Linked DNA regions of Mus musculus: all the other regions are linked to region 2. A link is a contact called in public HiChIP or PLAC-seq data. All regions are on one chromosome and are shown on one strand. The core of a region is the stretch at or near the end of the contact, and the rest is flanking DNA. Distances in the headings are between cores, read along the strand shown. Region 1 holds the start of Fam53b (family with sequence similarity 53, member B). Region 2 overlaps Lhpp (phospholysine phosphohistidine inorganic pyrophosphate phosphatase). Region 3 overlaps Fam53b (family with sequence similarity 53, member B).

Region 1 (2,700 bases), core at 153-2,652, 110 kb after region 2:
CTGAATGCAACCCACGACGGGGGCCACTTTCCCAACACCAGAGTCCCAATTTTACCGTATGGAAAACTCAAGAGTGTGGCCTATAGGAGGCAGAATCCCATTCACCAAATGCTGCAAAGAGCTTTTCTTTGTTCGCCATGGTACTAAGTACAGTACGTGTTAACGAACCCGGCGGTCAGGAGCATCAGGGGGCGTCCAAAGGCGAGGGTCCAGAACAAGCCTGCCCACGCAATTCCAGGCCCTTGTCCCACTCACCCGCAAGCACTGTTCCCCTAGTCTGAGGGTAGAAGAGGAGCTTGTGTATGTGGGGGCGGGAGGGGGGGTCGAGAAAACACTTGGGTCAACTCAAATCACCCTCTTCGGATTCTGGGTTTCCAAGTCTCTTTGGTCCCGGTTCCACCAAGTGAAACCCCTAGCTGGCAACCTGACTCCCACCGGCTAGCAAACCAAGGATTGGCAGAAAGAAAAAAAAAAAAATGTGACTAGGCTAGTATCCTGTGACGGACGGCCCTCTTCGCCATGTGCAAAAACCACGCCGGCACAGGCGACCCCCCACTCCTCAAGCCCTGGCCTCGGCCACGCCGCCTGCTTCCCCCTCCCTAGGCAGAGCGCCCTCTCACCCCCATCGACACCGCGCGGGTCAGTCGTGTAGCCTTGGAGTCGTCCCTGCGCGCCCGCATCCCAGGGGTGGCGGGTGTAAACTTCCGTGAACAAAAGAGTTGTCTGCAAACGATGCGGAACTTCGGGGCTCAGCGCCTTCGCTGCTGCCACAAGCCAGGGCTCAAGTTGAGCCTCAAAGGAGGAGGCTGCTCGGGACGCAGCCGTCTCCGCGGCCGTCCGCTGGGTCGGCGGAGCGCAGACTTTTCGGCAGCGCTAGGTTTGCTCGTCCCCCGCCAGCGCGCTGACAAGTCTCACGCCTGCACCAGGGCGAGCAAGAGTCGGCGCCGGTAGAAACCACCGGATCCGCCGTATAACAAGGAGACAGGGAGAAAGAAAGCCAGCAGCATTAAGGAAGGAAAGAGCGAGCGCAGCGCACGCGAGCCCAACTTCCCCCGCCGCCGCCGCCGCCGGGGAGCTCGCACCGACCCCACTCCGGACCAGCCCCCTGGCGCGGTTGCCCGGCCGGGTCGCTTACTGTGCGCGCCGGACGCGGGCCGTCACTGCAAGCGCTCGCCAAGTCGTCCGGGCTGCACGCCCGCGTCCGCCGTGCGCACGCTCTCCGGCCGGCGCCGAGCGCTTTGTACCGAGCGACTCCCGGGGAGGAGGAAATCGACTTGTCACTTCCTGAACTGTTTGCAACTCGTCCCTTTAACCGACCTCGGCCAGGCCGCCAATGCCCACTGCTGCCGCCGGGCAGCTCGACCGCGGCTGCGTGAACTCGGTGGCGCTGTGCGGGCGGCGTCGCGGCCGGGGCGCCCGGCGTGCCGCTACGAGGTGCAGTGCGCGCAGCCGCCGGTGGGCGGGGAGAGGGGGGGGGGTCCACGGCGCGCCTCCGTCAGTGTGGCCGGGTGTCCAGTGAACCCGCACCACGCACCTCTCACGCCTGGATGCCGGGGCTCAGGGAAGTAGCACCGCACAAGTCAGGATTGAAACTCAGGCCTCGTGGGCTTCAGATGGCCAGCTTCCGGGTTTGGCTTAGCAGTTTAAAAGAATCTGTGGCGAACAAGACCGCAAAGGGAGGTGGCACGGACTCTGGTGCGGTCACACTTTAGGATAATAAAGCACTGTTCCTGACTCTGGGTGCAATCGAATTTGAGGAATTTGTACTTCAGATGCCACATCCAAAATACATGCAACTGGGGAAGGAAGGATTTGCGGTTGCTAAGCAGAGGCAGGGCATGTTTAGTTCTGTAACTTAGGATGTTGACTCAAGTGCAGGAATGTAACCCTGATAGAATAAGCAGAGTATTTTCATTGTGCAGCTCACCTGGGGGGGGAGGGGATAACGTTCCTTGTGAAATGAAGTCCTAGATTTCCCATCACTCCTTCCTGCTGATGTGTGTTATTAACCTTATCCAAAAAGATTTTTAAGAGTTTTTTTTAAGACTCTATGCCTGTTTTGCGTTCCCCTTTGCCAAAAAAACAAAACACCTCATTACTTTACATGGATTGTGTCTGCACCGTTTGAATGGTTCTATTCATAAATCAGGAAACTTTTTCTGTTGCTTCGAGGAACATTTAATTGGTTTTAATCCAATGTTGCAATCCTAGTATCAAACATAAATGAACAATTAACTTTTTGAGTTTGTGTGCACTTGGGAAACTATTAGATTTCATGGCTATTGCTGAAATATTTCAGTTTGTGACCACACTGGACCTATTCTTTTCAGAAAGGCATAAGCTAACATATTTCACACTAACTACAGCTCATTTCAGAGACTCTGCCATAAGATGAAGATGCTCATCAGAAGGAAGGATGTGTGTTCACCTCAGAGAGATGATTCGAACATAATCAAATCACTCTAAGAAGGCCAAGTGTGCTAATACACAGACTACAAAGATGCTAATATCCATAATACATTACTTCCTTTTAAGAAACATGTTAAGGGCTATGTTTTTTTTTTTTTTAAAGGAATAAGAACCACATGTTCTGTCAAAAGAAGGCAGGCACATGGGCAAAGCAGAGGCTACTATAATACACTTACGGTCACTTCCCAAAAGCCACCTGATCACAGCACTACCACCTTAGCCTCCAAGCTC
Region 2 (2,700 bases), core at 14-2,513:
AGCTGCCTACAGCCTCAGCCCACTGTTAGGTTTCCCCACATTGCTCAAAAAGGCAGACTATAGCTTCTAGCCTTATTTTCTGTTGTTTTGTTTTGAGTTTTTAAGACAAGCTCTCATTATATATAGCCTTAGCTGACCTGGAACTCACTCTGTAGATCAGGCTGGTGTCAAACTCAAAGAGATCTGCCTATTTCTGCTGGGATTAAAGATGCCTGCCACCATACCTGGCTGGCTTTTAGTTTTGAAAGGCTCTTTATCAGTACCAACCAGAAACTCCAAGGATCCTCGGTAGGTATGTGACTTTTAGTACACCTGCTCCATACTCCAGCCACGGCCAGCGACTACAGAGAGGACTCCTAGGACACCACCATCATAGAAACAGCTGTTTCCTGCCCACACTCACCCTGCTGCCATCTGGGGTGTGTGGGAACCTCACAGGAAGATGTCCGCTGTGAGTAAGTTCAGATGGATCCCTGGGTTGGGTTCTGTCTGGTTGATAGGTGTCATCACTACTAATTTATGAGTAGGCCTGGTGTCCATTGCCAGCTGCCTGCTGGATACAGCCTTGCCCAGACCTGGATCTAAGCTGCTCTCGGTAGCCCTTCCCAGAGGCCCCCAGCCTGCCCTTTTGTTAGCGTTCATGAACTATGGACTCTTTTCACCTCATTGTCAAAGCTGCAAACACTTTTCAGCTGAGAGTTGGTCCTGAGGTGGAAGGGAAGGGAGAGGTGCCCCTGCCGCAGACATCAGGGTCTGTCCAGAGGTCAGCAAGCTCAGTAGCAACTCCCAGAGGAGCCATTCCGAGGAGCCTGGATCTAGGTTAGGTTAAATGTTGCATACCAACTCCACTGGGACTCTGGGCTGTCCCCATCCCTTAAGCTGTTGTTTCTTGTCCCTGGAGATGCAGACCACAGTTGCATGGACTGCTGGGCAGAGCTATTGGGGATTCTCAGCAAGGTTTGTACCCACACAGGTGGAGAACCTCGTGACCTAGAGTGCAGTTCATATACTGGCTGACAGTCTTCCCATCACAACCCAGGGCTGTGAATGTCACTTCATGGGGTCAGAGGGAATGAAGCAAAGGGCAGTTGGGGATATCTGAGACACCAGCAGGCTTGGCTCCCAAAAAAATGACAAGAGAAAGGGGCTTGGAGACCCACCTTCTCTGGCTATAAATTCAAGGGCAGGACACCCCTCCTCTCCTAGACACACCAGGGCTTCCTGCTGTCTGCCTGTCAGCTCAGAAATCACTCAGAAGTCCTAGGGCCCAGGGGAGGAAGTGGGAGGCCAGGATGTCACATGCCCAACCAGCAGCCATTACCTGACCTGAGTCTGTGGCTCTTGAAAATGTGTGAGACTTCTGGTAACTCCCTGCCTCAGTTTATCCTTATCAGGGCTCAGTGCCCTTGAAACTGGCTTGACAAGCACTACCTCTTGCTGGGGGAGACCCCTGATCCCTCCCAGTTGGAGGACAAATATGCTTTGGGCTCCAGGTTCCTGAGGCACTGTCTGCCTCAGGGGAGTTTAGTTAGATGAGCCCTAACCCCACCCTAGGTTCTTCAGCTGTAAATGGAGCTGAGGCCACCAGGGACCTCTGGGAGCCCCGGGTCTAGAACAGGCAACATGACTCCTTCTGCCTCTGGACTGCACGCCCAGCCTCCAACATATGCTGCCCACATGCACAGAGGGTGTGTCTCAGTTGCGGGCACAGGTCCCCACCCCACTCTTAGCTCTGCTGACTTGCTGACAGGTTTTTGCCCTGGTGGGGTTGGAGTAAGAGTGAGAACAGCCAGCTGGAGCCCTGGGAAGGGGGTGAAGCTGGGGCATAACAGTATTGGAGCTCATCTGGGTAGTACTGTGAGTCAGGGCTCCTCACCACCACACAGCAGGCTGGCTGGGAGCTCTGCCCTCCTCCTCAGCCCCCTTGCTTCCATGGAGAAGTGCGGGGGCTGGGGGTTGGGCTGGTCTGCTCTCATAGTGTATGGCATTTTCAGATGCACCCCACTTCTGCTGGGGTGTCTGGGGAAGGGGTGCTCCCACTGCAGAGCCAAAATGGCACAGCATTGGGCAAGGCAGTGGACCAGACTCTGGCCACATTCTTGCTCTGTTGGGCTGCCAAGAGATGGAACTTTTTGGTCACCTGTGTTGATTGGAACTCTGACTGCAAAGGAGGTGCCAGCTGTAGAATATGTTTCCACTCCCTTTAGTGGCCAGTGAGCCATATGTCCTTTGTCGTTTGAATGAGAACGGCCTCCATTGACTCATTTACTTAAATGTCTGGTTTCCAGTTGGTGGACTGTTTAGGAAGGATTAGGAGGTGTGGCCTTGTTGGAGGAGATGTTTCCCTGGGGATGGGGTTTCAAAAGCCCAGGCCAACCCTCCCACAGCCCCCTCCATTTTGCCAATAAGATAGATGATAGATAGATAGATAGATAGATAGATAGATAGATAGATGGATGGGTGGATAGATGGGTGGATAGGTGGGTGGGTAAATGGATGGATGGATGGGTGGGATGGATGGATGGATGGATGGATGGATGGATGGATAGGTGGGTGGGTGGGTGGATGGATGGATGGATGGATGGATAAGTGGGTGGATGGATAGATGGATGGATGGATGGATGGATGGATGGATGCTCTCAGCTATTGCTTAGCACTGTGCCTGCATGCCTGCTGCCATACTTCCTGCCATAATGATCA
Region 3 (2,700 bases), core at 10-2,509, 66 kb after region 2:
GAATGTGTGAACAAATATGTGTGTGTGTGTGTGGGGGGGGTCAGCACATCACTTTACCTATGGATAGGAGGATGAACCACACAGGCATAAATATACCATGGGCCCAGCTCTCCCACAAGTGAACCACATGATCAAAATCCCTTCCAAAGCTGAGGCTCAAGGACTGAGCCTTAAGTTTCTGACCATCTACTCTTTGAGAGAAAGAGACACGTACAGCAGATTAACATTTTATAGGAGCCAGTCCTGCTGCCCTGACCACAGAGAGGAGAGGCTGCTGGGTATGCAGATTTTGAGTTTTAAGAACGAAAAGCACTTGGAGGAACACAAATAGAATTTGACCTCAAATGTTCTTGTTTCCATTTCTGCACTTAGACTGGGAAATTCCCAGGGGCCCAGATTCTTGAGGGACTATAAGACTTCTTATGTTCAAAAGATAGAGGAGTTTTACAGCCCTGGAGATCTCAGTGCTGTGTTTTTGATATTCTTTTAAAGTGGTATACAGTCATAACACAATGAGGTCTCTAGATAAGTAGTTACATACAGACTCAAGAGATCTGATTCTTGCAGCCTTCAAAACCCCAGGAAGCAAAGCCACCAGCCAGCCCTGTGGCTGACTCACTCCTGGATTTCGTACCTGTCTACTTGTGCTGACAGTGAGGTGCAGTTATGTATTGGCTCCCCCACCCCAAGGCTGTGGTGTGCTAACTTGGCCCCAGGGCTGCAAAGACCGTCTGTTTTGGGCAGAAGCTCACCAGCCCTTTAAGTGTGAGACTAAAGGCAGCTTTGCTAAACTGATCTGTTGACAAGAACATCAATGGGCAAGCTAGGCAATAACTTGAGCCTTCCCCCAAGGTCTTACCTGGTTAGTTGGTTATTTGATTTAAAAAAAAAAAAAAAAAACCAGAGCGCTCAGGCTGACTTGAAACTCACTATGAAACCCAGCCTGGATTTGAACTTGCTGTAATCCTCCTCTCTGAGCCTCTCAGATGATGGGATTACAGTCATCACATTTGGCTCTCTCATCTGCTTTTAATGAAGTGTAGATAGAAGCTGTCACCAGAATGGAAACTTACTAGAAGCTGAGTCAGGAAAACAGGCTCCTAGGCTTCTCCACTTTAGCCTTTGGCCCTGCCATGTCTTAAGGACAGTCATACAAAACACCAAGTTCATTTCACACAGACAAGAGGGTTAGGAGGGCTGACGGTAGATACTCCACTCAGTCTGATCTGCAAAAACAGGAAGGCTGACCTGCTAGGCTCTAAAAGAAGGGACAAAGATAAGGGTGTAATGGCTACCAGGGCCTTTGCCTCATTAGTAGGGCGGGGACTGCAAATAGCAGCTTGCAGCTTTCACTGCTTTTGGCAAGCCTATAGTCTTGAAAAAAAAAAAAAAAAAGAGGGCAGGGGCTGGTGGGACCACTAAGATTTTAAAACTGCACTGCCCTGAACATTGAAGGCACAGGCCTCTGTTTCTTCATTTGTACAAGGTGCTGTGTCAACCTTGACAAGAGCCTTCAGCTCTACCCCCAAGATCCCAGGAGTACGTACAAATGTCAGGGAAACTAGTATTCTCCATAGCAGCAAAGTTCCAAAGGGCTGGAAAGGCCAGTTTGGCTATTTTTTGATCCCCTCATGTTTGGGGCACATGGAGAGCACATGAGACAGACAGATCTCTAAACTACACACACACACACACCAAGGTTAGCTGCGTTTGTATTAGATAAGGGGACTGAAAGCGAGGACAGCCCTTTAGAAAGCTGTCAATAGATGTGTTACCTCCACACTGGGGGCCCTGTTGAAGCTGAGAGAACATGAGCATGCTCTCTAAGCAACTGTTTACATCCTGGGCCGTCACAGCATCCCTGCCCACTGGTGAAACTGGGCTTCAGAGCAGTGCCATGTGTCCTCGGGGCACACCCAGTTGGCAAACAGCAGACATGAGCATGCTCTGCGGCCCTACAGCCATACTCTTGCGACTAGGACAGGATGTTCCCGACTTGCTCACTGCCTATCCTTCTCCACTGAGAGGCCGACACCCAAAGATAGTGCAGTAGCCATCTCCTGGCCTACAGCACCATGGCAGCCCGCTCCCGCTCCCTCACCTTTGTGAGAGGGCAGCCCAGGAGGCTCACAGACAGCTGTCCTGGGCCAACTCCACTCCTTCCATTCTGTACTTCACTCCACACACACTGTCTGGAACCAATAAAAGGGACATGAACTGAAAAGCATCCTGTGTGGATTTCAAAAATCGCATACATATGTAACCACAACAAGGATCAATTCAAACTGTAAAGAGTTTTTTTTTTTTTTTAAGCAGACACATGTACTTGTATGTGGATGTATTTTTCACTGGAAACAAATCACATACTAGCCTGTATTAGTCCATAAGCAATTTCTTCTAGGAGGTCCTGGCTCAGGGATCACAATCACACATAAACCCCCGGCTGTGTAATGCCGGGATTGCTGGTGGTGGTTTTAATGTTGTTTTGGTCATCTGACCACAATGGAAACTGTCTAGCCCCGAATGCCAGCTTCTCCACACAGGTACAAGCACAGGCCATTTTCAGTGATCAACTGAGGTTGAGTTAAGAACCCAAAGCCTGCTGAATCTCAACGTGAAATCTCTTAGCCCTGTGCAGCTCAACACAGCCAACTGTTTTCCTGAGGAACTCCATTCAGAGAGTGCCCCGGGGAACAACCC

Evidence for each region. HiChIP or PLAC-seq counts read pairs in DNA pulled down with a chosen protein or histone mark.
Region 1: a contact with region 2 is called in an H3K4me3 HiChIP or PLAC-seq map of bone marrow-derived macrophages, with 4 times the contacts expected there. The contact joins the promoter of Fam53b here to the enhancer-like site in region 2. A contact is called at or near these places in 15 of 39 promoter capture datasets (the 3T3-L1 cell line, the C10 cell line, the HPC-7 cell line and 9 more), 1 of 15 datasets of contacts at CTCF or cohesin (large pre-B cells), 11 of 484 Hi-C or Micro-C datasets (the G1E-ER4 cell line, bone marrow-derived macrophages, cerebellar granule neurons and 4 more), 17 of 115 datasets of contacts at active chromatin or transcription factors (the 230-238 cell line, the HPC-7 cell line, the SCID.adh cell line and 12 more) and 6 of 9 other capture datasets (adipose tissue, bone marrow-derived macrophages, embryonic stem cells and 3 more).
Region 3: an H3K27ac HiChIP or PLAC-seq map of microglia shows a contact between it and region 2, with 3 times the contacts expected there. The contact joins two enhancer-like sites. A contact is called at or near these places in 1 of 484 Hi-C or Micro-C datasets (liver), 2 of 115 datasets of contacts at active chromatin or transcription factors (CD8 T cells and microglia) and 2 of 9 other capture datasets (adipose tissue and liver).

Annotation. Positions count from the first base shown.
Region 1 is chr7:132,812,446-132,815,145 of GRCm38.p6, forward strand. It overlaps Fam53b (family with sequence similarity 53, member B), which reads right to left and starts at 1,403. Exons shown (of 5, transcript NM_001381858.1): 1 at 1,136-1,403.
Region 2 is chr7:132,698,543-132,701,242 of GRCm38.p6, forward strand. The region is part of intron 6 of Lhpp (phospholysine phosphohistidine inorganic pyrophosphate phosphatase); the gene reads left to right. Among named protein-coding and RNA genes, the nearest start is that of Lhpp, 89 kb to the left of the region's middle. Within about 2 kb of position 1,264, at least 53 of the 459 cell types and tissues checked have an H3K27ac peak or open chromatin away from gene starts, as enhancers often do. A contact at or near this core is called in the 230-238 cell line, CD8 T cells, the G1E-ER4 cell line and 7 more, where this site is marked.
Region 3 is chr7:132,764,727-132,767,426 of GRCm38.p6, forward strand. All of the region lies in intron 3 of Fam53b (family with sequence similarity 53, member B), which reads right to left. Among named protein-coding and RNA genes, the nearest start is that of Fam53b, 48 kb to the right of the region's middle. Within about 2 kb of position 1,260, at least 61 of the 459 cell types and tissues checked have an H3K27ac peak or open chromatin away from gene starts, as enhancers often do. A contact at or near this core is called in CD8 T cells and microglia, where this site is marked.